Linked DNA regions of Columba livia: region 1 is linked to region 2. Evidence: chromatin contacts called from public Hi-C data. All regions are on one chromosome and are shown on one strand. The core of a region is the stretch at or near the end of the contact, and the rest is flanking DNA. Distances in the headings are between cores, read along the strand shown. Region 1 holds the start of MEIS2 (Meis homeobox 2). Region 2 has its middle 170 kb from the start of CDIN1.

Region 1 (4,078 bases), core at 274-2,773, 180 kb after region 2:
AGTTAGGGTGCATCGGGGGGGGGGAGGGAGGAAGATAAAGGGGGAAATAATCTGAAAGTTACCAGAAACATTATTTAGAAGCAATTCCCCTCGTCCTTGTCAAAGCCAGAGACAAAAAAAAAAAAAAAAAAAAAAAAAAGAAAAAAAAAGAAAAAAGGAAAAAAGAAAAAAAACACAAGGCAGCTATATGTGTATACATATATATACGTCCGTATATACACAAACACACATATGTGTTTCTTAGTCTTTCCTAGGCAGCGGCTGTAACGGCAGCAGCAGCAGCAGCAGCGAGCTTTCCCCTGTGAAACCCGTGCTACTGAGCAGGCAGAGAGCAGGGAAATCGCGCTGCTGGGGGAAAAGCTAGAGAGGAAAAAAGCGTGGAACAATTGCAGAGAGAGACACACACAGAGAGACACTCACGCACACACACAAAAAGCTAGTGAATAATTTTTGCTGCTATTTTTTAATAGTGGCCGCCATCATCAGCAGCAACAGAGGAGAGCAAATCGGACAGGCCCCTCTTAAGAGAGGATTTATATATAGGTAAGTGTTGGAGATTTAAACCTACCCTTTGCGCCATCAGTCTGCGCTCCAATAAACTCCTGGATGTGTCGTATATTTAATATCCCAGTCCAGCAAAGAAAGTGATTTAGAGTGAAGAAGATTCCTTTTTTTTTTTTTTTTTGCAACCCACTTATAGACTTCTCCTATCCTCCAATATGGGTAAATAATAATAATAACAACAATAACAACAACAACAATATATAAAAAACAGTCAAGAACCACGATGAGTTTCTGTGTTTTCTTCTTTTTTCTCTCTCTCTTTCCTTTTTCTCTCTCTCTTTTTCCTTTTTTCTTTCTCTACAGAAAAAAAAAAAAAAAAAATTGTCAAGCCCCCAAACTGAAGGTTACGATCGGCCCGTCAGCAACCCACATGTAACCAAACTGTCGTGTCTCATGGCTTTTTGCCACTCCAGCTGTCAATCAAAGCCAGGGAATGTCAAGGTAGTGAATGAATGATGGTTGATGATGATGAAGAAGAGAGGAGGAATCTTTTTAACCCCGGTTTCTTCTTCCAGTAACTCCGCGCTCGGGTTTTGCCTTTTAGGATCGCTATAGGGCTGGTTTTTGTTGTTGTTTGTTTGTTTTTTCTTTTTTTTTTTTTTTTAAGTACTGTGAAGGGGGATGGGGAAAGATGCGAAGAAAAATTGAATAGTTTGCAAAGCCCGGACTTCCCCCTCTCTCTTTTTTTTTTTTTTTCCTCCTCCCGGTAGGTATTTTGTCTCCCTCTCTCTCTCGCTCTCTGAGATGAGTGAGTGTCAGTAAGTGTTGGCAGGTTGGCTGCTGGCTGCCTTATAGAAGAGGCTCAGTTTTGCAGCGCTGATCGGCGGGAGAATGAAGTGACGGAACCCGGAAGTAGTGGTGGCCATAGCCAGTCCTGCAGCGCGGCGGCGGCGGCGGCGGCGGCGGCGGGGAGCGGCGGCGGCGGGGAGCGGCGGCGGAGCGCGGGGCGCGGGCGCGGGGCGCGGGGCGGCCCAGCCGGCGGAGCGCCGGTGATGCGCAGCGCGCGGCAGGGCGGCCGCGGCGCCGCGCGGGGGGAGCCGCGCAGCAGCCCCTGCCCCGAGCGAAGCAACGCGTGTAGGAAGGAGCGAGCGAGCGAGCGTGCGAGAGAGAGGGAGGGAGGGAGGGAGGGAGGGAGCAGAAAGGGAGGGAGGGAGGGGAGGAAGGACAGGGAGAGTGCGTGTGTGCGAGAGGGGGGAGAGGCAGGGGAAAACTGCAGAGAGCGAGAAGAAAAGTGCGATAGAAGCCCAGCCCCGGGTTGGTTTGCGCTAGATTATTTTAGCAACAAAATACCTTCCGATTAACCGCGATGTTTAGTGTCTGATTTATGCGCTGAATTATTTATTTAAATCGCCGGCTATCGCTGTTGCGGCGAAGAGTATGCGAGTCCGGGGGCACGGAGAGCTACAGCGTACGGGGGGGCGCGCAAAGTTGATCTTCCCCGGGAAGCGAGCCTGCTCCGGCCAAGTACGCGCCTCTCCGCCAGCATGTTATGTTGCAAGTGTGGTTTCTTTCCTTTGACAATTCATTGTGCTTTTCTAAAAATTAATTTTCCAGGGCATGACGAGAAAGCCTCATTCAAACCGTGTTTGGCACCGCTCTTCATAAAGTGATCGCTGCTATCAAGCGCGCTGTGGATGTCTTGGGGGGAGATGCTCAGGGGGGGGAAGAGGGGGAAATCCCTTTTTAGTTTTGCGATTAGGCTGCCAGGCTTTGAAAAGGGCTTAAAAACAAAGTCATGCTCAGCCTTTTGTAGGAGAGATCCAGATGTTATGTAGATTTTTGTTTGCATGTTCTTTTTGAGCGGATCCGGCGGCGAGCGCTGTATTTACGTGTGTATGTTGCTGGACTTTGCCGTATATCGACGCTGCGCTTGTGGAATGCGTGCTGAAGTATTAGTTCGGTAATGCCTTCTAATGGTGGTGCTAATTACAATGGGGTTATTTAGCAAATTAAGTGCGATGATGCACCCCCCCCCCCCCTTGAGCACCAAATGAACTTTTCCAAACACACACGCACGCACACACACAGACGTTAATTTTGGTGTGTTTCTCTCGCCCAATCACTTTGCCGGAGCTAAACCGTGCCTTACCTCCGAGCAGTCAATTACCAAAGCTACCCGGGATCATCAATCATGGGGGATGCTTGAAGTTTAGGGGAGGAGCGATGGTCAAACTATCGATTGCTGCAGTTTTGTCCTCCCAACCCCCCACCCTCGTTCACGGTCCCCTGCACATAAAATCTAAAACAGACTATACCGTTAATAGTGGGATTTATCAATGATTATGTACCCAGTTGTGAATGTGGCCTCATACATTGATGGCTTTTAAAAATACACGGCAGGAAAAATATGAATTATTCAAATAGTTTTTATTTGCGTTTGTTTTGCTTTTCGTGATGACGACGATGGTTTTAAGATTTTTTTTTAACTTTAAGAAAATTACTCAAGGGGTAGTTATAGATATTTGGCCTGATTTTAATAGGCGTACGGAATGAGCTCCAGAGGTCAATAAACCCCTCCAAAATGATGAATGATTGAGTACCTGTGATGATGATAGTGATTACCGGAGCAATTAAACAGTTTGATTAAATGAGCCATCATAACAATGATGTCTGCGGGAAATCAGCCCTCACATATAAAGAAAGATAGTGTGGAGGGCTGACAAACGCCAGTGGGCATTCCTGCGTGTTCCGATAGCGCCGGACCCTGCAGAGCAGGGCTCTATTCACAAATATAGAGGGAATAAGGAGAAAAGTCCTTCTCCTACTTTTAGCCAGAATTGTGCCCTGCTTAAAACCCGCCAGAAGCCGGAGAGAGCAGACCCGTTGTTTTTTTCCTAGAGGATCTCCTCCAAGATTAAAGCTAGTCCTAAGAACAACCGAATTGCTGTGACTGACTTTCACGGGACTGTAAAGAGAGGTGAGTAAAAATGCCCTTAGTATGTAGATCTCTTTCAAGCAGTGGTTAAGTCGATTCATTTCACAGGGAAAAAGCCAGTCTTCTTGTGCAGTATTTTATACTCTGTCGTATAAATCGGTAACGTAATTCAAGATATTCATGGTAATGAATGCTTGGCTAATCCTTTGGGTGCACGGAGACCTACAGAGCAGTAGGTTATGCAAATCCTTTCCTACTTTTACAGCTGTAGTTTTCTAACAGATTTTTTAAGAGATCTAGTAATCGGTGAAAGCTATTTGGTTTTTTCTCTCCCACTCACCCTTTGCCCCAAAGATGCCAGATTTCTAAACGTGCATGGAATCATTTGGTTGTGAATACAGCCCATACAGCCACCTTAGATAATGTATTTTAAATATTTGTAGCTTTCAAACTTGTTTTTTAACTAAGGCAGTGCAAACCTACAGTCTTGCCACTTGAGATATAGAAGTGTGTCTTATTTCAAATAGCTTCAAATAGAAGAGGTCTTTCCATGTAATGTGGCCGTGCAAAAGTAATCTAGCTCTATTGAAGGCTCTATATATTTGTTCGGATCTCAAGCTATAGGAGAGGTTTATAGTT
Region 2 (4,028 bases), core at 724-3,223:
CTTTTTCCATGTGTTTATCATCGGGGTTGCAACAGGATTCGCCTCAATTGTTCTGCCTTTCTCGTGTTTTCCTTTCTTCCCTTTTCTGCATTTCCCAGTTACATTCGCTTTGGTTGCAAAAATAAACATAGGAGTTTTTAACAGCAATTTGAGATGATAATGGTTACTGATCCCATTCTTTCCATCATAATCTTCAAGTGGTTTAAGATTAATGATAGGAGGTGTTTTAGCAAGGAGTGTGGGTTCTCTTCTCCAAAGACCATCGCTATGATAATTTACTTAAGATGTTGACAAGACTGTCAGTAAGGCTAATTTTTTATTAAGCTGTGCTGTAGCGACTGTAGTAAGCATTTGTTGTTGTTATTTAAGCGCATCGTATTTTTGAATGCCTTCCTATAAATATTGTTATCTGGTCTCTGCCTGATGGGATCTGCAACTGAGATTATTCCCCTTGCCTTTGTTTCAAGAAAGGTATCTTCTGATATTCTGATATTCTCTTCCATTCTCCCCCGTTTCCTTACACGCACATTTTGTGAAAGAAAATAAATTTGAGCAACTACTCTTTTGGCCGAGCAAGGCAGATCTTCTGCAAAGCATTGTTTTGGCTGGACTCTGTCTAGGCACAGCCCTGAACAAACAGGACTAGATGCAGGTTTGAGTGCTGGTTTTGTGCCATTTTTTTTTAATGGGCAAAATAACCCTTTAAACCATAAATATGTAACTGTGGTATCCTGGTGTACAAAGAGACTAGGTTGCCTTTTCAAACGCGGGCGATTCATGATTGTATTTGCGGCTGACGAGCAGAGCTCTGCCCTCGCTGCGCACCCCGCGCTGCCCCAGCCAGAGCGGAGCCTTCCGCCGGGCCGGCACCCACGGGCGCTCAGCGCGGCTCCCGTCGCCAGGGCCGGACCCCGCGGTGGGCGGCGGCGGCAGCGCTCTCCCGCACACCTCCGCCCCGGCCCGCCTCCCCACGGGGTCGCGGCCGGGACCGGGCCGGGCTCGCAGCGCTGTGGAGCCGCGCCGGGCTCTGCGTACCCCGCGCTCCTGCCCGGCCGCTTTCCCCTGTCCTCCGCGGAGGCGCCGGTGAGAGCATGGACGGCGGAGGAGGGTGCGGAATAGCCACCTCTCTCTGAGGAAAAAAGTCTGGGGTGAAATCGCGGCAGATCAGTTGGTTTTACCCTTCTGTCGTGTTTTCAATAAACATAAAACTGCGGGCTTACCTATAAATTACCGGGGTCATGTGACACCCATTTGGCAATGGTTTATTGCCCTTTTCATTCCCCCCAGTTGCTTTGCTACGCGCCTGCGGCCAAGCGCGCAGTGGAGGCCGTGCGGGGTGCCGGGGAGCGGAGAGCCAAGCTCGGGTGGAGGCCCCCGAGCACGGCCCGCCTTGCCGCAGGGCCCGTGGGGCGAGCAGGGTCGCGCTGCCCGCGTGGAGCAGGCGTGGGACCCCCGTCCTCCCCATGCGCGCTGCCAAGCGAGACGCCAAGTAAACGGCGGGGGCTACAAAAGCTGTTTATCCTCCTTATCAGCCGCCCGTAGCCGCTATCAGCAGCTCTGCGCTCCCAAAGAAAGGAAAAGGACAGTTTAGTAAACAGTTTATGTTACGGTCCTCCCAGGCTCAAAGGCAGGCGCGGGCCAGCGGAGGCGCTTCCCTGTCACCTGCGGTCTGTACGCAGAAGTGGGCGCGGGCGCGCCCCGCTGCTTGCGCGCCCCTTGAGCCGCGCATCTACCCTACACACCGGCGCGCAGGGAAGCGCGCAGCGCGGGCGGAGGGCTCCTCCGCGGCGGTGCCAGGTGCGGCCAGCAGGGGGCGCTCCGACGTTGCGCCTGGGAGCTCGCGCCGCCGCGCCGCGCGCCCGCCCACGAACACGCGTATACACACAAGACACACGCGTGTACACACACACACATACACACACACTAGCACAGCGTCACAGCCCTCCGTCCAGCTGTGCGTGTTCCCGGGCGCTGGACGCCCCGTGCACGCGCTCCGCCGCACGGGTGTCCCCGTGCCTCTCCCCCTGCGTGTGCGTGCGTGTGCGTGTGTGTACTATACATTATGCAACTTATTAAATACAACGATGAATTGTCAACATTTTTTTCGCCTGTTAGTTCCGCTGATCCGGGCAGGATTTATTTTCCGATCTCGGGTCCCGGAGCTATAATGCGTGATTTCTTTGCCTTAAATAAAATTGGTCAAATGTTGACAACCTTTAAGCCAATCTAACACTCAAGATTACTGATGGGAAACTAATGAGAAAATATCAGATCGTCCGGCCTGGGGGCTCCTAATTAAATCTTAGCTGATTGAAAAATAAAAGCGGGTTCGGGGGCGTGGGGGAGGAGGGAAGAAGCTCCGGGCTGAACTTTAGCTCTCGTTTTACGTGATATTTCCCCAACTTAGCCCCCCCTCCACTGTTCCCCCCTCCCTCCTAAAAATCCTAATGTTATTTCGCTGGTTATTTCGAGAGATCCGAAAGCGACTATAATTCCTTGCCCGGTAAATATTAAGGCCTTTAAGCAACGTGATTTAACTAATTAGAAAATTTACATCATTAAGTCTCAGGGAAAGAAAAAAGGAGAAACAAATCTGCCAGTCATTTTAAAAGAGACAGGCCCTATTGAAGTGTGAAGAAATCGGCTCTAATTCAAAAAGGCAATCGGGCAGAAAAAGCCCTCAACATTACCCTGCTAGTTATTAATCAGAAGGGGTTTCCCCCCCTCTCCTTTCCTGCAATGGCAAGAGCTGAAGCACATCGTTAGTTTCTCCCAAAGCTACCGCACAGTTTCCATTCAGGTTTTTTGCCACTCGTCTATGTCCCATATTAGCAGCGAGTATTTCTCCATTCAAGGCTCATAGATTTGAAAATGTTTCCTAACTGGGGAGCCGGAGCCGCAGAAAAAAATAAGGCTCCCCTCACCTCCGCTCCAGTCAAATACAAGGGCTGAGATGCCCCGTCCCCATTAAAGTGAGGTCCTAAAGTAAATTACTCGGCGAGAACTAGATTATGGCTTTGTTTTGCTCCCTTACCCTGCATTTCTAAACACACACAAGCCTGAAAGTGGAAAGCCCCCCCCCCTTTCTTTTTTCCCAAGGACTAGCTGTGTTCAGTGCCACGCACCAGCCTCAACCAGAACAATATAAAACTTGAGTGAAAATCAGGGAGATCGGATTACTAATGTCGGGCCGTTAATGAAGTGACGCGGGACGCTGATTGCCGGCGCAGCGAGCGGGAGGAGGAGCTGGTGGCCCCCGGTTTAGGGAGCACAGCTGGGGTGGCTGCAAGGGAAGCTCAGAAAGGGGGAGAAATGAAGGAGCTTGGTCCAAACCACCGGGAGTGTTACATCTCTCTCTCTCTCTTTCTCTGTCTCTCTTTCAAACACGCTCTCTAATCCTCTCCTTCCAACTGTTCACAGTGGACTATAGTATAAATAATAAATACATCCTACTCTGCGTTTTCTCTCTCCTAATCTCGAAGAATCTGACAGTCGCTTTAATCAAAGGAGTTTGCCCTGGTTCTTCATGGAGCTAATTTAAGGAATTTTAAACACGTCTCGGACAAAACCAGGTGATAGGGGCCTATTTCTGATCTCACGGCCCGGGGACGAACTCTCCTGTGGCTCGAGGAATTAACCCCGTGTAAATGGGTTCAGGATCAACCTTCTGATGGGGATTTTACTTGGCAGTAGCCTGTAAAGACAAATATTCTGGGGGAAAAAAAAAAAAAAAAAGTCTCTGCAAGCCCTATTCCGGCTTCCAGTTACGCCCCAGTGTTAACTTGTAGTCATCTCTGTAAGCAGATGCCTACAGATATGTAAGGTCTCCACCAGGACCGGACATATTCCTTTAGCAGCGCTACGTCGGCTTACAGAAAGATCGTTTGAGCAGCTCCGCACGATGTGTGAGGGGCAGGCAGGCCGGTCACTGTCTCTCGCCCGCAGCGGTGCGGGCGCGACACCGGTGCCAGCCCAGCCCAGCCCAGCCCGTCCCGCGGGCATCCCACCGCACCCCTCCGCGCATCACA

What was found. A called contact is a pair of places that touch in the nucleus more often than the background predicts.
Region 1: a Hi-C map of liver shows a contact between it and region 2, with 2.3 times the contacts expected there. The contact joins the promoter of MEIS2 here to the enhancer-like site in region 2. A contact is called at or near these places in 2 of 2 Hi-C or Micro-C datasets (crop and liver).

What each region holds. Positions count from the first base shown.
Region 1 is chr5:33,563,853-33,567,930 of bColLiv1.pat.W.v2, forward strand. MEIS2 (Meis homeobox 2) reads right to left here and starts at 1,524. Exons shown (of 14, transcript XM_065064199.1): 1 at 569-1,524. The coding sequence starts at 580. It overlaps LOC110358654 (a long non-coding RNA gene), which reads left to right and starts at 1,505. Exons shown (of 2, transcript XR_010472938.1): 1 at 1,505-1,818; 2 at 3,403-4,078.
Region 2 is chr5:33,383,783-33,387,810 of bColLiv1.pat.W.v2, forward strand. No RefSeq gene overlaps it. Among named protein-coding and RNA genes, the nearest start is that of CDIN1, 170 kb to the left of the region's middle. Within about 2 kb of position 1,974, at least 3 of the 3 cell types and tissues checked have an H3K27ac peak away from gene starts, as active enhancers do.